2 separate regions of the Mus musculus genome follow, and region 2 is linked to region 1. Evidence: chromatin contacts called from public Hi-C data. All regions are on one chromosome and are shown on one strand. The core of a region is the stretch at or near the end of the contact, and the rest is flanking DNA. Distances in the headings are between cores, read along the strand shown.

Evidence for each region. A called contact is a pair of places that touch in the nucleus more often than the background predicts.
Region 2: a Hi-C map of CD4 T cells shows a contact between it and region 1, with 4 times the contacts expected there. The contact joins the promoter of Ap5m1 here to the promoter of Psmc6 in region 1. A contact is called at or near these places in 1 of 39 promoter capture datasets (pre-B cells) and 1 of 484 Hi-C or Micro-C datasets (CD4 T cells).

What each region holds. Positions count from the first base shown.
Region 1 is chr14:45,328,284-45,331,517 of GRCm38.p6, forward strand. Psmc6 (proteasome (prosome, macropain) 26S subunit, ATPase, 6) reads left to right here and starts at 1,541. Exons shown (of 14, transcript NM_025959.3): 1 at 1,541-1,649; 2 at 2,547-2,626; 3 at 2,704-2,743. The coding sequence starts at 1,565.
Region 2 is chr14:49,064,881-49,068,114 of GRCm38.p6, forward strand. It overlaps Ap5m1 (adaptor-related protein complex 5, mu 1 subunit), which reads left to right and starts at 1,669. Exons shown (of 8, transcript NM_144535.5): 1 at 1,669-1,984. The coding sequence starts at 1,911. It overlaps Exoc5 (exocyst complex component 5), which reads right to left and starts at 1,787. Exons shown (of 18, transcript NM_207214.3): 1 at 1,246-1,787. The coding sequence starts at 1,272.

The DNA of each region.
Region 1 (3,234 bases), core at 291-2,790:
CTTTGCTACCTTAGAATCATGCACTTGCTGTTTAATCTCTTCAGAAGGCTCTCCACGTGGTGGCATAATGGGGCCCCTTCTGCTCTCAGACATGTTCAAAATTTATTCTCCTCCTTATCCCACAATATCCTTTTATTTCAATTGTAGCATTTACTACATTAAGGTATTTTTATGATTTATTATCATTTATGCATCTGTGCATGTGGACCTCATGCCAACTTTGAGTGGGTCCCATGAATCCAATTCAGGTCACCTGGCTTCCATGACAAGCGCGCCTTTGCCCACTGAACCATCTCTCTGGCCCCTATTCAAATCATTTCTAATTTCCTTATTACATGTTAGAATATTTTCTAATATTCTGATTACAAGCAGGTCAGTGCTTTATTGGGTAACTGAAAATTTCCTACTTATGCTCATGCAATTGATATCAAAAGGCTGCATCTTTGGGCTGGAAAGTGGTTTACTGGTTATGTGAGCTTCCGGCTCTTCCTAAAGATCTCTGTGTGTTTGTGGAGTGCATTCATTCAGTTTTAGGGTGCTGGGGGTTAATAAACTCAGGGCTTCTGTGTGCTAGGCAAATACTCTACCAAAGGTACACTCCCAGCCTGTCAATAATAATTTAAAAGAACACAGTCACTGAGCCTAGAGAGATAGCTCAAAGGGTATTCGTACTTGTTGCTCTTGGAGAGGATCTGGGTTCGGTTCCCAGTATCCACATAGAGGCTCACAACCGTCTATAATTCCAGTTTCAGGGGAATCATGTGGTTTTTTCTGACCTCCTCCAGCACCAGGCACACACGTGCTGCACACACATACATGCAGGCAAGATATTTATATGCATAAAATAAATAAGATTTTTTTTTTTAAATCATAGCTGCTTGTAACTCCAGAGCCAAGAAATCCGATGCCCTCTACTGGCTTCTGTGAGCACTTGCCCTCCTAAGGTATACACTAAGGCACACACATAAACACATAAATAAAAATAAATAATTTGGGAAAGAAAAAGGCTGAATTTGAAAATGTGACTCAGTTGGGAAAGCTCTTGCTTAGCATGCCGGAGACTCTGAATTCGATTTCCACACAGCACATACTGAATGTTCGAGTTTGCCTGTAATTCCACTAGGAAGCCGGTGGTGGGGGGGGGGAGGACCAGAGTTCAAGCCCAGCGCTGCAGAATGAGTGCTAAGGCAGTGTGGATTACAAGACACTGTCTCAAAAAAAAAAAAATCTTGTCATTTCCTCTTGCTTTTCAGTTTATTACAGATCCTTTGGCGTTCTAAGAAAGCAGTGACTTAATATTGAGCCAGCCAGTAGCTAAGTCAGGCATTGCTCACTCTGGCCTGCAGGGGACAGTGTGACCGGAGACGATCTTCTGCGCTTTCGAGGCTTTCTGCCGCTCTAGGTGACTGACTTCGGCGCCCGGAGCCAGAGGCGGGCCAGCCGGAAGGGGCGGAGCCAGTCACGGTCCCGCCCCAGGCCGCCTCTGCGCCCTCGCCCCGCCCCCTCCCCCGCCCGGGCTGCCATGGCCCTTCCCGGCATCCCCTATGAGCGACGGCTTCTCATCATGGCGGACCCTAGAGATAAGGCGCTTCAGGACTATCGCAAGAAGCTGCTAGAGCACAAGGAGATTGACGGCCGTCTTAAGGAGCGTGAGTGAGCCTTGACACACTCTCTAGTGCCTGGACCGGCTTCGGTCTCTGATAGAGCGGAGGCTTCGGCTGAGCCCGAAAACAGCGCCTGGCTTGGGAAGGCCCGAGTCCAGGGACGAGGCGCTTTGTCATCCCGCCCCGCGCTGGGGTGCAGCACCGCCTCGGCCGTGGGTATGGCCCCAGTCCCAGTCCGGTGGCATAGAGAACAGCCACAGTTCTGAGGTGGAAGAGGGGAAGATTAGAGGAGTGAGGTACAAGTGGGCTGGGGACATATTCCGGGTGCAGGAAGGCAGGCTTGGAGTCTCGGGACCCGGGGATGGGAGGACGCTTGAGTCAAAGAAGCTCCAGCCGGACGCGGGACTCACGGAGGCGGCTTGTACTTGGGGTAGAAGGGGGCTCAGTGGTTGTAATAGCCTTTCTCGTCTTCCCTCAGGCGTCATACTGAGTACCAAGTTTTCTGTATACCCTGAACATTCACGTTTTGAAAACCCTGCGTGATTTAATTAAATGAGAGAATACCGCAGCCTAGGATTCGGTGAAGAATTGCGTTGGTTGACTTAATTTAGTATGGACAACCAGAGTAAGCCAGGTGATCTTAGTGTAGCTATGGGAGGCTTGATTCACCTTATCGTTTAGTTTTGTAGCAAATCTGAAGGTGGCAGGATGTCACTATCGGTTAAAAATGTAACTTAAAAATATTTCCTACCAAGAAAATAGATATGATACTTTCTCTGTTACATTTCATTTTAAAACATGCCACCTATCCACTACAAACTGGAAAAAAAAATCTTATTTTGTGGTTTGAAACAGTAGGTTTGAAACCTAAGGTAAAAGAGACCTAAGTAAAAAATTTTATGCAGTTGTTTAATTTAAAATGTCAAAATTTTATTATTTCAGTAAGGGAACAATTAAAAGAACTTACCAAGCAGTATGAAAAGTCTGAAAATGATTTGAAGGCACTACAAAGTGTTGGACAGGTAGGTGATAAAGTTTGAAAGTATGTTGCCATTTCTAAGCTATTGGCAAAAGGTAATGCCCCTTTTTTCTTTTCCAGATTGTAGGTGAAGTGCTAAAACAGTTAACAGAAGAAAAATGTAAGTGGATTAACTTACTAATTATTAAAAAATAAAAAGCCCCAGTTCTTTGCCAGCTTTTGAAATGCCCATTTTATTTTGATTTTTGAGGCCAGGTACTTCTATGTAGCTCTGGATGCAGCTTCCTATGTAGACTAGACTGGCCTTGAACTCACAAGCCTTTTGCTTTCCAGTGCTGGAATTTTAGGCATGTGTGACATTATGGAAGGCTGTTTTAATTCATTCATATATATACATATACACATACATATATACATATATATGTGTGTGTGTGTGTGTGTGTATATACATACATACACACACACACTCTAAAGATGTATTGTTCTTTGTAAGTACACTTAGCTGTCTTCAGACAGCGAACAGAGGAACAGAGAAGGGAGTCAGATCTCATTACAGATGGTTGTGAGCCACCATGTGGGTTCTGGGATTTGAACTCAAGACCTTCAGGAAGAGCAGTCAGTGCTCTTAACCGCTGAGCCATCTCTCCAGCC
Region 2 (3,234 bases), core at 419-2,918, 3.7 Mb after region 1:
AAGACATCTTGGTATACGTCTAAAGAAGAAAATATAATTTTCCATCCAAGAGGAAATTGTGGATGTTAAAGAGAATTCACTATAACAGTAGGATAATATACTGTTTTTCTGTTAATAAGTAGCTCGTCATGAAAGTATTATTTAAAGATCCCAAAGCCTGTAAGATATAAAAATTGAAACAAGTAATTACAGAATTACCTAGTATCTTGACCAAGGATACACAGTAAATGAGCAGAATTTTATGACTGGTGAAGCAAATGTTATAATATCTCCAGACATTTACATCTGAGGAACAGCAATAAATTTTTCCTAGGTGTAATTATAACTTTTACTCAAATCACTTTCATTACAACTTACAATTTAGGCATGCTATTTCTCTAAACAAATGCAGTATCTATGCTAGGAATGACTGCAAGTCAACGTTCAGTAACAAAAAAAAGTAACTGAAAAGTTAGATTTTTTTTTTAATGGAAACAATGGCATTTAAAATTCACGCCACAGAACACGCTGATGCTCAATGGATACAATTTTCACCTATGGTGACATTCTTAACTGTGAACTGCAGTGTTCTCTACAACTTACACTTCTGCTGCTATGGAGTAATCACGCCCCAGCGGGGGAGAAGGTGTATTCCTCATTTTTCTTCATATGACTACTTCTATTTTTTTCCACACAAGAAGATACTGTTTCATTGTCTTGTAACCCCATTCCATTATCTCAAACCTCACCGCTTCTGACACTGACACGCCACAAAATCCAACTGTCAAGTTTAAATATTGAAACACTCAAGAAAATGCACCTGAACGCTCCCACAGCTTCTCACAGCCCAAGGATCCTTTAACTAGCAGTCGGAGGGTTCCACAGCAATTAAATGCAGTAAGATGTGTCGCTTCCCTTCCGTGCTGAGGCTAAGTAGGCCTTTATTGTCCTTAAAAGAATCCTCCCAGCCTTTTCGACTGTAAGGTAAGACGGCAGGCACCCCAGGGCCGCTTCTGAGCTTGTCGGAACCTCGGCACCGAGGAGCCCCCCAGAGTCTCCATTCAGATGCCCCCTGTAGCACCGTCGCGAGGATCCGCACAGCAAGACCCGGCTCGCCGGCCCTGGGCTCCGGAGTCAGCCCTGCCCACTGCCCGTCCGGTCTCCGGGACGTCTGGCCGCCCTGCCACCCGAGCCGGCCCAGCGTCCCGCCGCCACCCGCCCCTCCCCCGCCGCCGCCGCCGCCGCCCGCCGAGCCCCGGGACCCACCTCGAAGAGCTCGGCCGTCGTGGCCATGCCGGCCGGCTGAGAGGCTCGCCCCGCGCTCGAGGCCGTCTCCGCTTCACATGCTGCGCCTCAGCGGCGCCGCTCACCAGTCCCAGCTCGGCCTACCGCCTCCGGCCCGGGCTGCGCACCGCTGCTGGCTGCCCCGGTCCTCACACAGCGAAGGCAGAGAGGGAGAGCAGCCATGAAGCGGAGCCGCAGACGCCTGTCAGCTGCCTCCCGGCGCCGCCCGCGCCGCTCCCATTGTCACCGCCTCGCACGCCGGAAGTGGGGCTGCGCGCGCCCGGCCGACTTCGCGGGGCGGGCGAAAGGAGCGAGCGGCGAGCGGGCCGCGGAGGCGCTCGTTTGCGACAGGGTGACGCGTCTTGAGCCTCGCGGGCCGCCGTCCCGGAAGTGGGCGAGAAGAGTATTCCAGTCCCTTGAGATTCCGGGTGTAGGTTCTTAAGACCTTCTGAGGAGTGTTTTAATCTCTTGAAGGGACCGGGAGACTTGAGTCACCTCACCCGGAAGAGCGAGCATCTCCAGTGAGCTCTTGCGGCTCAGGGAGAACCCGGACGTTGCCTGGTACAGCCCATCTAGAAGGCGGGGTCTACTTTGGCTGGATGGCGACCTTAGTTTCTACATCGCTCTGATACTTGGGAGGCTTAACCATGGCCCTGCGGGCAGTGTGGCTCATACGTCACGAACCAGGAACTCCACTTGGAGGCACCGTCAGATTCTCCAGGTAATTGCAAGTCTGGATCCTCAGGCATGATGGGTCCAAGGATGAATCTAAGCAGGAGTTTTTGTGGTGCGCTGAGTCTCAGCTGTCCCAGGAGCAGCTAGCAGGGTGCCCTTGGGCAATTTAGGCTTTCTACGTTTATCTCACTTTGTTGTAAGGAATGAGTTGCTTGTTACATGATGCTACATGTTTTCTAGTATTACTGCTATTGTATCTTTATTTATTTATATATTTGAGACAGGATTCATGTATACCTGGCTGTCCTAGAACTTGATACGTAGACCAGGCTGGCCTTGAATTTACAGATACCTCCAGAGTGCTGGGATTACAGGTGTGGGCCACGACACCCGGCTATACTAATGTATCTTTAAAATTAATTCCATCTGTTTAAGTTTGGTACAAAAATGATTGCTTAAAGAACGTTATAGTTTGCAGCTTCTAGTGGGTGAGCAAAATAGAAGTGTGAAAAATTAAATTACAGTCACCTTTTTATCCAGGTGGCATAAGTGGTTTGGTCCCACCTTTAGAATTTGCCATATCTTACCAAGATAATTCTATGGAGAGGACTCTGCAGTTCTTTATATTAGATATTAACCCCGATATAAAGTATAGCTGGCTAAGTTCCCCCCAGTCTATAGGCTGTCTCGCCACTTTGCTTGTAGTTTTATTTGCTTTGCAGAACTGTTTTGATTTCAGGAGATCCCATCTGTCAGTTCTTGAAGTTGTTACCTGTCTCTTGGCATTATTTCTAAGAAGCCTCTGTGTTAATGAGTAGATGTGTGTTCTTGGAAAGCAGCAATGTATGGTAGAAAGGTGACCAATTTTAAATCTCTTCGAATGTAAACCAGAAAGCATTTGAATGGTGTAACTGAGGAACTCAGTTATTAGGTTTTTGTTGCTGTGGTTTTGAGACAGAGCCTCACTGTGTACCACTGGCTTACCCAGAATTCACTGTGTAGACCAAGCTAGCCACAAACTCATAGATACCCTCCTGCTTCTGGTTTCCAAATACTAGAATTAAAGGAATGCAACAACCATGACCCCCATTAGTTGTTAGTTTTGCTTACATTTCAGTAACACATGTACCTGGTGTCTACCATACTGGATAATGCAGCTCTAGATACTTGAACTGTATGAATCTATGGTTTTCTTTATTTACATTCCTTAATGATAGGGTCCAAGCTGCCTCTACCTTTCAGAACAGTGCTATCTAGTAAACATCCTCAAACAGGGCCTTAGAACATGTCTGTACT